3 separate regions of the Mus musculus genome follow, and regions 1 and 3 are each linked to region 2. Evidence: chromatin contacts called from public ChIA-PET data. All regions are on one chromosome and are shown on one strand. Each heading gives the region's core, a stretch centred on a gene start, on an enhancer-like site or on the middle of the called end of the contact. The rest is flanking DNA. Distances are from core to core; before and after follow the strand shown. Region 1 overlaps Prrt3 (proline-rich transmembrane protein 3). Region 2 overlaps Setd5 (SET domain containing 5). Region 3 holds the start of Emc3 (ER membrane protein complex subunit 3).

Region 1 (3,785 bases), core at 641-3,140, 350 kb before region 2:
GTTGGAGACGCAACTTAGTGGTAGAGTTATTGCCTGGCATATGAAAGATCCTGGGTTTAATCCCCGGCACCATCACTACTACCACAAAAAAAAAAAAAGGAAGGAAGGAAAGGAAATTTACATCTGTCTTGTCTTTGATGGGAACCAAGATAGACATGTGCCCTCACCATGACCCAATGACTGTGGCAGGTGCTATTATCGCCATTTGACAGACAACCTTGGAAAATTAATTTACCAACTATACTTTTGAATATGGAAAAATCAAAAGCACTTTTGTGTTTGTTTGGGGTTCTGTTGTGTTGTTTCTTGTTTGTTTGAGATGGGGGTCTCAGGTAGCCTAGACTGATGTTGAACTCATTGTGGTTGCTGGAGATGGCTTTGAAGTCCTGATCCTCCTGCCCTGCCTCCTATTACAAGCATGTACCTCCACCCCTCCCCCACTCTCAACAGCACTTCCCGAGGGACCCTTTTAATGTTGTTATTATTTCAGATGAAGCCGAGGATTGGCCGGGTCGCCCACAAAGCCACCCTCCAGCACCCCCTGTCCAGGCCCCCTCGACATCTCGGCGTGGTCTCGTTAGAGTCACCACACAGAGAGCTCTGGGCCAGCCACTCCCTCCGGAGCCCTCAGCCAGCTCCATAGTCCCCATCCCAGCTTCTAGCCCCCCAGCCAATGCCACCGCACCTCCCCTGCGTTGGGGACCCCTTCGGCGGGTGCTGAGTTTCTCCTGGGAGCTTCATGTGTATGGGGTGGGGGTGCTTTTCCTGCTTCCAGCATTATTGGCATTGGTCACAGTGGCAGCCGCCCTAGCGGGACCCCGATTAGCACTAGTGGCTGCCGCGCTGGTATTGGTGGCTTCAGGGCTGCGATCTGCCTACATGCTCACGGATCCTTATGGCTCTCAGGCGCGACTGGGAGTACGTGCAGGTCTGGTGCTATACAACTTGCCCTTCCCCTTGCTACTCACTGCACTGGCAGCACTCACCCTGCTGGGCTTGGGTGCTGGTCTGCCACAGCCTCTGCAGAAGCCGCTGCTGCTGGGAATTGTGGCACCGGTGCATGGCACATGTTTGCTGGCTACAGACCTGTTCTCCACCAGCCCTGTGCTCAACCTTCTAACACAAGGCTTATCTTGCGCCTGGGGCGCCTCAGTGGCTCTGGGCACACTCTGCCTGTGCCGTCGACGCCTGCTGGAAGGCCCTCGGGGCTGGGATGCCAGTCCAGGGCCCCGGCTGTTGGCTGTGGCGGGCTCACTGGGGCTGTTGGCCAGTGGTCTGCAGTTGGCGGCCTCTCTCTGGCTGTACCCAGGGCCTGGCCGGGAGGGTCGCTTCTCCTGGGCTTGGTGGGGCGTGCACTTCTGGCTGCGCCTGCTGGAATTGACCTGGGCACTGGCCCTGGCGCTAGCTGCCCTGGCTGCCACTCGTCCCAGGCCGCCCACGGAGCACGCTTGCTGGGCTAAGCTGCTGCGTCTGGCGTGCCCCGCGCCTACAGGGAAGAGCGAAGTTCCCGAGAGACCCAATAACTGCTATGCGGGGCCCAGTGGCCTGGGCACAGGCGGCCTGGACATCAGCAAAAGTCTCATCCGCAACGCTGCTGGGGAAGCTGGGCTTCCTGTCACTCCTGGTTCTGGACCCTGGGGTTCGGCTGCATCGCTGGGTCGCGGTCGTCCAGGTGGCCAGAGGATGTCCCGGGGCAGTGTGGGGCCCGCACCGTCGCTGAGCGAGCTGGATCTGCGGCCACCGTCACCTATCAATTTGAGCCGCAGCATCGACGCCGCGCTCTTCCGGGAGCACTTGGTTCGAGAGAGTGTGTTCCAACGCTGTGGTCTCCGTGGCTTGGCCTCCTCGCCGACAGGGGGCGCCCTGCGGCCTCGCCGCGGCAGCCAGCCCGATGCCGAGCTCGACGGCGCGGGCACATCATTGCTCCGAGGCCGCTGCCGCTCGCTCACCGAGGTGTGCTTGCGCACGTCGCTCCCGCAGCACGTGATGGAGCCGCCCGTCGGCGCGGCGGCCGCGGGGACTTCGGGCAGCTCCCTGGACAGTTTCTCCAAGGGCTCGCTGAAGATCAGCTGGAACCCGTGGCGTCACGGGCTGTCATCCGTGGACAGCCTGCCCCTAGATGAACTGCCCAGCACCGTGCAGCTGCTGCCACCACCTACCCCAGTCCCTGCTCCTGCCCGGGCGGGGGAGCCTCAGGGCGAGGGCCAGTCGCGTTGCAAGTCCAGCGAGTCTCACAGCGCCTCTAGTGACACTATAGAGCTCTAAGCACCTACGGAGAGAACCTGTACCCTCTCCTCAATGTCCACAAGAAGAGGCTGAGCCAAGACAGTTGAGCATTTGAAAAATTGGCCCTCCCGGGCCTCCACCAGACTGCAGCTCCCGGGTACAGCCGGGCTTGAATTTACCCAACTCGTTTTTTGTTTTTGTTTTTTTAATATCTCTATTTTTTTCAGCAGATATTTTGCACAGAGGCCGTGAGTTACACGGAACACAGGGTGGATGTGCATGGATTTGATCATGGGGGCCAGGGGCCAGGTACCCCTGACCCTCTCAGTGTGGAGAGATGCACCTCACTTGTCCAGACTGACTGTCCTCTTTGTGCCAAAGAAATAAAAACCCTTCCGATTGGGCTCATGCCTCGCTCTGGTCAAGCCAGGGTCTCTCCTCACAGCAGAGACCTCTGGCTTTGGTAGGTACAGCCACCCCTATCTCACTAAAAACCCGTCTGTTGTGGAGTCCCCACCTCCTGCAAACCCCATATAAGGCCTAATCGGAAAGTATCCTGCCCACTTCCGGAAATGAGAACAGCTGGGGTTCAACCCAGGAAGACCGACTCCTAAGCTGGTTCCTCTGTCATCTTTCCCCTTCCTCCATTTCTTGCTGGTTTTTATTTAAAAACATTGTTTTTTGTAGATTTATTTTATGTGTATGAATGTTTTGCCTGCATGTCTATGTGCACCATGTGTGTGCTTGGTACCCAAGGTCAGAGACTGAGTCCAGTCCCTTAGGACTGGAGGCTGGATGGCTGTGAGGCACTGCATGGGTGCGGGGAATTGAACCTGGAGTCTCTCTGCAAGGGCAGCAACTGCTCCTAACAGCCTCCCTGTCTCCCCAGCCCCTTTCCAGCACTTCTCTAACATGGCAGCCCATGATTCCCCAGGGCTGTAGAAAACTTCACTTTAGTGGCAGTGGTGGGTTGTTAAGACTGAAGCTTTTCCCATTTTCAAGACCGTCCTTTATTTCCTGAGATGAATAAATAAGTCGATGGCTAGGGCGTGGGCGGTGAATACACAGCTGGAGCTGGCAGCATGCACCTGGCAAGGGGCCTATGGGGGCCCACCCCTGAGGGGACACCTCTCATCCGGGTCAGGGGCCAAAGCCCACCTGCAACCTCCCTGGGGAGAAACTGTCTTGGGATTCATACACGGTGAGGCCTGCCAGTGTCCTAGGCTAGGATCTCGTGGCATCTGCTTCAGGACCTCTTTTTCAACCCCCTGGGGCCACTGGGGTCCTGGGCTGCTCAGTAAGGCAGGTAAAAGGGTGTTTACCCCAGTCTCAAAGAGAAACTATGCTGTCCCAGGTATCCATAGGGAGAGAGAAATAACCTCTAGGAGCAGCCTGGGTGGGAGGAAATCCTGTGAGTGGCGGCAGGGATTATCTACCCTTGATGAAGCCCTCCAGCACACGGTCACTCCGCTCTGACAACCAGTACCCAGTCATGGCTGCCACAGCTCCAATGAAGATGGCAGTGAACACCAAGTCACCCTTGGCAGCAAGCGTGGCCA
Region 2 (3,645 bases), core at 1,122-3,621:
ATGCCCCCCCCCCCCCACATAAGCCAAAGAAGTAATGTAATCAAATAAAAGAACTAATTTTTACAGGTCATAGCAAAGAGTAGGACAAGTGTTATGCACTGGAGCTTAGAAAGTTCTGAATTATCTGACTAATATTCTTTAAAAGAGTAACATGAATACTTACCTTTTTCCTTTGCGGTGGGTTCTGAGGAGCAGATGGGACTCCTTCACAGGTCCTTTCACCACCAGGTGACATGGATCCCCGAGAGAGGTCTTTCATAAAGCCATGTTCATATCTGCTGGAAAAGCCTTCAGCAGGGGAACAATATCCTCCATCTAAATGTAAAGGCTTCCTGTCTCCCACCAAGGGAGACCCTCTATACAGTCCATCTGCTCGAGGCATAGCATTCAAAGGGGAGTAGGCGTACATCAAATTGAACTCTGTCCTAAACGCCTGGTCTGAGTTTCTCAGCAAGGTCTGAGGACCATCTCCACTCCTGCTTGGGAAGCCAGCCTCGGAGGTGGGAACAACAGAGGGATGAGAAGCCAGGTCAGGATGATTGCAGTTAAGCAGGGAGGGCCTATCAGCGCAGCTGTGAGTGCTGGAGTCTGGGAATCCCACTTTTGTCAAATCTAGGTCTTTTCGGTGACAAAGCTGAAATAAAAATCAACAGAGATATGGGACATGGTATAACAGAAAAAGTCAAAGGGCAAAAAGGGAATGAAGGCATCAGGCAATTCTGCAAACATGACTACTCTGCTCAGCCTTCATCACATCGTTTGACAGCATATGTGGGGCTGGCAGTGTAGCCAGGGATGTATCTGAGCCCCAAGCACACACACCACAGAAAGGTCTTAAGTTGCTGGCTTCTGATGTTATATATTATTAAATTAGTTTCAATGGAAGGTGTAAGGGAAGGTGGAGAAAAGCAGGAGGTAGTTGAAAAGCCAAGCATGGTAAATTACTCACTAGGAGAATAGCATTAAAGGTTGCAACGAATCCATTCCTTATTTACTTGTACCTTGGATTATGTTTCTCATGCAACATTCTGTCTGTTCAATTCCGTGTCCTCTGCTGTCTATCAATCTATCAAAGAACTGCTAAAGCCTACCGCCAAAAAGCATATCAAAGGCTGAAATGCACCAGTGATAAAACCGACCCATTACTGCTTATCTGTATCGCTTAACACCAACATTCCCTTAACTAGACAGATCAGTTATCAAAGCCTTTCTAATATTGAATCTTTAGCAACCCAAGACAGAGCAATCTATACTTTCCCAACAAGATGGACTCACAATACTCAGGAAGTTAACAATAAACTAGTGGAATATAATCTTTTCAGTTTCATGATGATCTACAGAATATCCTACTGACTGAGAATTTGGTGATTAGTCAGGGAGTAGGGCCCTAATTATTTTGGAAAGTGAGACTAAAGGCCAGTTAATTTTGAAAAGGTACAGAGAAAAAAAGCTCCATGTAGATTTATAGGGTTAATAATTAATTACATGTCTAAAGCTTATTATAACTGCTAACACTGAAATCATGATTTTGGATCTTTAGGGTAGGAGGGTTTCTTAGCAAAGTACTGAAATTGGTATCCTAAGAGGTATAAATCACTGCACACAAACTGTATCCCAGCCTCTGCACAAGAGAAGGTTTGTAACCCAGAGCTTGGGCTTAAGCTTCCTTACATACTTACACCCAACTAGGCACTCCAGAGGAAATGAAGGAAAGCCAGAGAACGCTGGATTCCCTAAAGGAAGCTGCTCATCTGTCACCCAAAGCCCAGACACCCAGCCGTGTGAGCTGTCAGTTTAACCCCAATTATACATTGCTGACATGATACTGAGACAGTGTCGACCAACTCCAGTTTCCTTGTTAACAGGAGGATGTTATTCATGACTTTCTCTAACAATGCTCTCATGCACATAGAATCTACATCCTCTGAAGATTCTCTTTAATGAAACTCTTCAGCCATTCCTTCTCCCAAATGACAACAAAAGCAACCCCACAACATAAAAACAGCTACTCATTTCCCCACGGTCCTGTGCAGTCAGTTTTTATATAAGATCCACTCTATTTGCTGTGAATGAGAGGCCACCCTCCAGTCCAGCCCCCTCACCCCCCAATTCAGGACCACCCTTGTGCACTCACTCTCAGCCTGCATGTGATTGAGATGGTATGGTAACTACCTCTGGTGACAGGGGCTTAGGCCTATGTGCAGGGGAACCCTCAGGGGAGGAGATGTTCTAGAGGAGGAAAAAGTATCTTGTTATTTATCTTCTCAGAGTCAAGAAGCAAAACAGAAAGTAACGATAAGCATGGCTGTTTGCCACACTTTTTAGGGAGGGATTTGGTGGTGAGGATGGTTAATGTTTATGCATATGGTAAATGTTTAACTGCAGAACTCACTTCCACAAAGTGGTTAGTTCAGCTAAATGCTTCCTGGTACCTTAGAAAGGACTTATAATGTTTCATGCTATCAATGAACACCTCAATTAGAACTCAGGAAAGAATTAGGTGAATCATTTTAGAGGGCTCACAGTGTTTCTTATGGTGGGGCACAACCTACTCCTTATTCTTCCTAGAGGAACTCTGTTTCTTCACCCCATACTTCCTCTGATTATAATCTTTCTTTTCTTTATTCTCTTACTAGCTTTAGGGGTATACCTGTGAACTATGATCAGTTCCTCTCAAGTGACTGTTATACACCTGCACACATCTAACAGAGTTAAAAATCCATTGTACTTACTGGATCACAAAACAAACAAAGCACCCTCCCACCCCAATACCATGTATATGTGTATTTTTTCTGTGACTTTCATAGGACAGAACATTTTGCTGAGGTAATACCTCTCTAACACATGGGAACTGGAGAGTGAGCTCTTGAGGTGATGGTGTGAAGGGTAACATGAAAGTGATGATAGCAGCTATGACAAGGACTCTGTACCAGGCACTGGGGAAAAGGGAAAGTTCTCAATATACAGACTATCAACAACTGAGGCCCAGAAAACAGACGTGGGCTATGCTATGCTAGGATATATAAATGGAGCTGCTTCAGCAAAACAAGGTGGATAGCAATGTTTTAGAATGGGGAGGGTGCTGGGTGTACAAAGCACAGGGCTCTTGTTTTCCTTCTTCTAGATTCTTTCCCCTCCTTCTCTGTGACTGTGTACCTCATCCCCTCAGTTCTAGATATGAACACGCTTCTTATTCAAGGTTTTTCCTTTCCACTTGGAGCTGGTTTTACTCCTGACACTTATTGATATTTCACTGCTACTTTATTTTTCACAAATTTTTAAAAATACTATTTTTACTTTAGGTGTACAAGTGGTTTGCCTTCCTGTGTGCCTGTGTAAAACATGCACACAATGCCAGGAAATGTCAGAAGAGGGCATTAAATCCCTAGAGACTAGAGTAACAGATAGCTGTGAGGAACCATATGGGTGTTATGGGAATTAAAAATTGGGTTCTCTGAAAGAATGGCCAGTGCTCTTAATGGCAGTCATCACTCTAGCCTGCATTTTAATATTTTTTTTTTAGCTTTTTTTGGTTTTGTTTTGGTTTTTTGAGACAGGGTTTCTCTGTGTAGCCCTGGCTGGCCTTGAACTCAGAAATCCACCTGTCTCTGCCTCCCGAGTGCTGGAATTAAAGGTGTGCGCCAC
Region 3 (3,399 bases), core at 462-2,961, 390 kb before region 2:
TCTTAATGTATTGAACTACGTCTGTGTGACTGCAATCGAAGAGAAGCCAGGGAATTGAGTGAGAGCTTATGAGGACCGTTAGTCTACCTGTAGGTGGAGCAGTGAAGAAAAGCAGGAACAATTTTTCTGAACACGTTTTCCGTTTCAACATCATAGCTTTGTGTGTGCTAGGACAGTCATTTTTATTTTTAAAATATCTAAATCTTAGGTGTATGATGATTTGCCTGTGCATACGACTGTGGACCATGTACACACTGGATGCCTGCATAGGCCAGAAGAGAGTATTAGAGCCCCCAGAAGTGAAGTTACAGATAGTTATGAGCCACTATGTGGGTGCTGGGAAAGGAGCCGAGATTCTCTGCAGAGCAGCAAGTGTTCTTAACCACTGAGCTATTTTTCTAGTACGTATTTATTTTTAAGACAGGATTCCACCATGTAAATTGGACTGGCTGGTCTACATAGTTACCAGTTACATTCTAGGCCAGCTTCAGATATACAGTGAGGCCCTATCTCAATAACCAACAAACAAACAACCTTGTCTTATATGCTCTAATTATAATCTACATATTTCTCACATGCTAACTTAAGAAAGATACCATTACTAGTCTCCTAATCAGGGGAAGGGCTGAGGTTCTAACTCTAAAAAGTCTGGTTCCAGAATCTGTACTCCTTGTTTTGTTCATTTATTTTTGGTTCTTAGACAGGCCAGAATCTGTGGGTTTTGTCTTACTTTCAACTTCTAGGGTCTTGTGTAGCTGTTTGGTCTTGAACTCATACATAGCCAAAGGCAACTTCTCCTGCCTCCACCTCCTAAAAGCCAAGACTATGGGCTATTATTATTATTACTGTTTTTTATTTGGTTGGTTTTGTTTTTTTGTTTTGCTTTCTTTTGTTTGAGACAGGGTTTCTCTCACTCTGAGGACTGGCTGACCTTGATCGAACTCAGAGATCCAACTTCCTCTGTCTCTCAAGTGACACCACCACCCAGCTTCTCTCTCTCTCTCTTTATTTTTCTGTGTATACAATGTTCTGTCTGCACATCAGAAAAGGGTATCAGATTTCATTATACATGGTTATGAGCCACCATGTGGTTAAGGGGAATTGAACTCAGGACCTTTGGAGAAGCAGCCAGTGCTCTTAACCTCCAAACCATCTCTCCAGACTAGGGCAATGGTTTCTATTAAGGATTAACGTTCCTGGGCTGGTGAGACAGCTCTGGGATTAAGAGCGTTTACTGCTCTTGCAGAGGACCCAGGTTCAGTTCCCATTCAAACATGCGGCTCAAAACTGCCTGTAACTCCAGTTCTAGGGAATCCTGCGCCCCTTCGGGTTCCTATATGCATGTGGTGCACATAAACACAGAAGGTCAAATCATACATATACATTAAATAAGTCTTGCCAAAAAAAAAAAAAAAAAAGCCTCAAAAACTAAAAACAGGTTCAAATTTCTTATTATACGAGATTTCTTATTATGCGTTTCCTACAATAATATGTAATCACTGACAGCCACTTTTCAGAGGGAAACACTAGAACAAGTCAGGGCCGTCTGACTTCGGAGAGATACCATCTCGCTCCCAGGAAAGCCTAAAAAGCCACTAACCTGGGGACCCGCCAGTTGCTTCCCTTCGTTTTCGACTTTCCCGCTAGAAGAACGGCGCTCTGACGCCATCAAAGCCGCGCCGTGGCGTGACGTTACTCGCCCGCACCGGAAGTTGACGGCCTGGCGGCCCAGCTGGAAACAGTGCGCGGAGAAAGCTAGGCTGCCCCAGATTCCACGCCAGCCAGACTGAGGGGCGGGTGAAGGCCCGGAGCCGAAAGCCGGGAGGAACCCAACTCCTCCCGACCCGCAGCGAACTCTCAGCGAAGATGGCGGGGCCCGAGCTGCTGCTTGACTCCAACATCCGCCTCTGGGTGGTCCTGCCCATCGTTATCATCACTTTCTTCGTGGGCATGATCCGCCACTACGTGTCAATCCTACTGCAGAGCGACAAGAAGCTCACCCAGGAACAAGTGTCTGACAGGTCAGTACCCTCACCCTATCCTGCTGACCTCACTCCCGGGTGACCTTGGTCAAGAAAGTGCAGGGATTGATTGTATCACTTTAACTGAGTTTTCATCGCGCCCCTACGGGTTGACCTTGGCGGTTAGCTGTGTTTCATTTTTGTCAGTAAAATGGGAATAATCTCAGTACCTACCTAATAGAGAGAGCAGGCATGTAGATGTTAGATTGGATGATACCTAAAAGCCTTTAGCCCAGGGCCTTGCATGTACTAAGTGTTTAAGAAAACGTTCTTAATATTGTTAGGCTAGTTGCCAACCGTCAGTGAGGTTCTCTCTGAACTATCCTGCTCCATTCCGTTATTAAGAGTACCCACTGAGAGTCAGATGCAATATTCCCTTGAGTCCTGCTAACATCCAGGCAAGTGAATTTCATAATCTACACTACCAAAGAACTGTAGTGATCTGCTGAGATGCTAAGGTATAAAGTGCCTCCAAAGCTTGGAGACTACCACAGAGACGTGTGAGGAGTTGCGATGGACCATTCCACCTGCCTCCTCTCCTCACTTGCCTTCTTACAGTGCTTTTCTGTGGGAGACAGAACTTTGACATAACTTCAGCCACTTCACATTAAAATCAGTAACAGTTTTCAATCACTTATTCTAGTCATTTTCAGAGACTAGCTGAAGACAGTGCTGCTGGTTCCTTGACTTGTCCAGATCACATAGGAATCACTTTAATGAAGAGAAACGTTTCAAACGTTTCTGCAGAGAACAGAAAACAAAAACCAAAACAAAACAAAAACCTCATTTTGCCGGGCGTGGTGGCACACACCTTTAATCCCAGCACTTGGGAGGCAGAGGCAGGTGGATTTCTGAGTTCAAGGCCAGCCTGGTCTACAGAGTGAGTTCCAGGACAGCCAGAGCTATACAGAGGAACCCTGTCTCGAAAAACCAAAAAAAAAGAAGAAGAAGAAAAAAAAAAAAAAAACCTCATTTTATCGTATTTAAAAGTTACTTTCTTTTTGTGGCAAGTAATACTGGATTTCCATTTGCTGGTGATTTAAAGATCACCTTAAATTAAAAACACTTTAAAAAAAAAAAGATTTATTTTATGTATGTGAGCACACTGTTGCTGTGTTCAGGCACACCAGAAGAGGGCATCAGATCTCACTATAGATGGTTGCAGCCACCATGTGGTTGCTGGGATTTGAACTCAGAACCTCTGGAAGAGCAGTCAGTGCTCTTAATGGCTGAACCATCTCTCCAGCCCTAAAAACACTTCTTCTGCAATGAGGCTGTGATGTAACTCAGTTGGGTACAGTGCTTGGACAGCTGGCTTTGAAGCCCTGGGTTCCTTACCCCAGCATAAGCCAGCTATGGCAGTGTAAGCCTGTAATGC

Evidence for each region. ChIA-PET counts read pairs in DNA pulled down with a chosen protein or histone mark.
Region 1: a contact with region 2 is called in an RNA polymerase II ChIA-PET map of memory CD8 T cells, with 8 read pairs. The contact joins two enhancer-like sites. A contact is called at or near these places in 1 of 39 promoter capture datasets (the C10 cell line), 2 of 115 datasets of contacts at active chromatin or transcription factors (memory CD8 T cells and pancreatic cancer cells) and 1 of 9 other capture datasets (adipose tissue).
Region 3: an RNA polymerase II ChIA-PET map of memory CD8 T cells shows a contact between it and region 2, with 12 read pairs. The contact joins the promoter of Emc3 here to the enhancer-like site in region 2. A contact is called at or near these places in 5 of 39 promoter capture datasets (the C10 cell line, cranial neural crest, embryonic stem cells and 2 more), 1 of 484 Hi-C or Micro-C datasets (the THB-7 cell line), 2 of 115 datasets of contacts at active chromatin or transcription factors (bone marrow-derived macrophages and memory CD8 T cells) and 1 of 9 other capture datasets (embryonic stem cells).

Annotation. Positions count from the first base shown.
Region 1 is chr6:113,492,771-113,496,555 of GRCm38.p6, reverse strand. It overlaps Prrt3 (proline-rich transmembrane protein 3), which reads left to right. Exons shown (of 4, transcript NM_001289700.1): 4 at 491-2,917. The coding sequence ends at 2,265. Creld1 (cysteine-rich with EGF-like domains 1) reads right to left here. Exons shown (of 10, transcript NM_133930.2): 10 at 3,213-3,785. The coding sequence ends at 3,655. Among named protein-coding and RNA genes, the nearest start is that of Prrt3, 7.3 kb to the left of the region's middle. Within about 2 kb of position 1,890, at least 235 of the 459 cell types and tissues checked have an H3K27ac peak or open chromatin away from gene starts, as enhancers often do. A contact at or near this core is called in memory CD8 T cells, where this site is marked.
Region 2 is chr6:113,140,602-113,144,246 of GRCm38.p6, reverse strand. It overlaps Setd5 (SET domain containing 5), which reads right to left. Exons shown (of 22, transcript NM_028385.1): 18 at 164-634. Among named protein-coding and RNA genes, the nearest start is that of Lhfpl4, 53 kb to the left of the region's middle. Within about 2 kb of position 2,371, at least 27 of the 459 cell types and tissues checked have an H3K27ac peak or open chromatin away from gene starts, as enhancers often do. A contact at or near this core is called in memory CD8 T cells, where this site is marked.
Region 3 is chr6:113,529,950-113,533,348 of GRCm38.p6, reverse strand. Emc3 (ER membrane protein complex subunit 3) reads left to right here and starts at 1,711. Exons shown (of 8, transcript NM_175101.3): 1 at 1,711-2,021. The coding sequence starts at 1,867. It overlaps Fancd2 (Fanconi anemia, complementation group D2), which reads right to left and starts at 1,667. Exons shown (of 44, transcript NM_001033244.3): 1 at 1,601-1,667.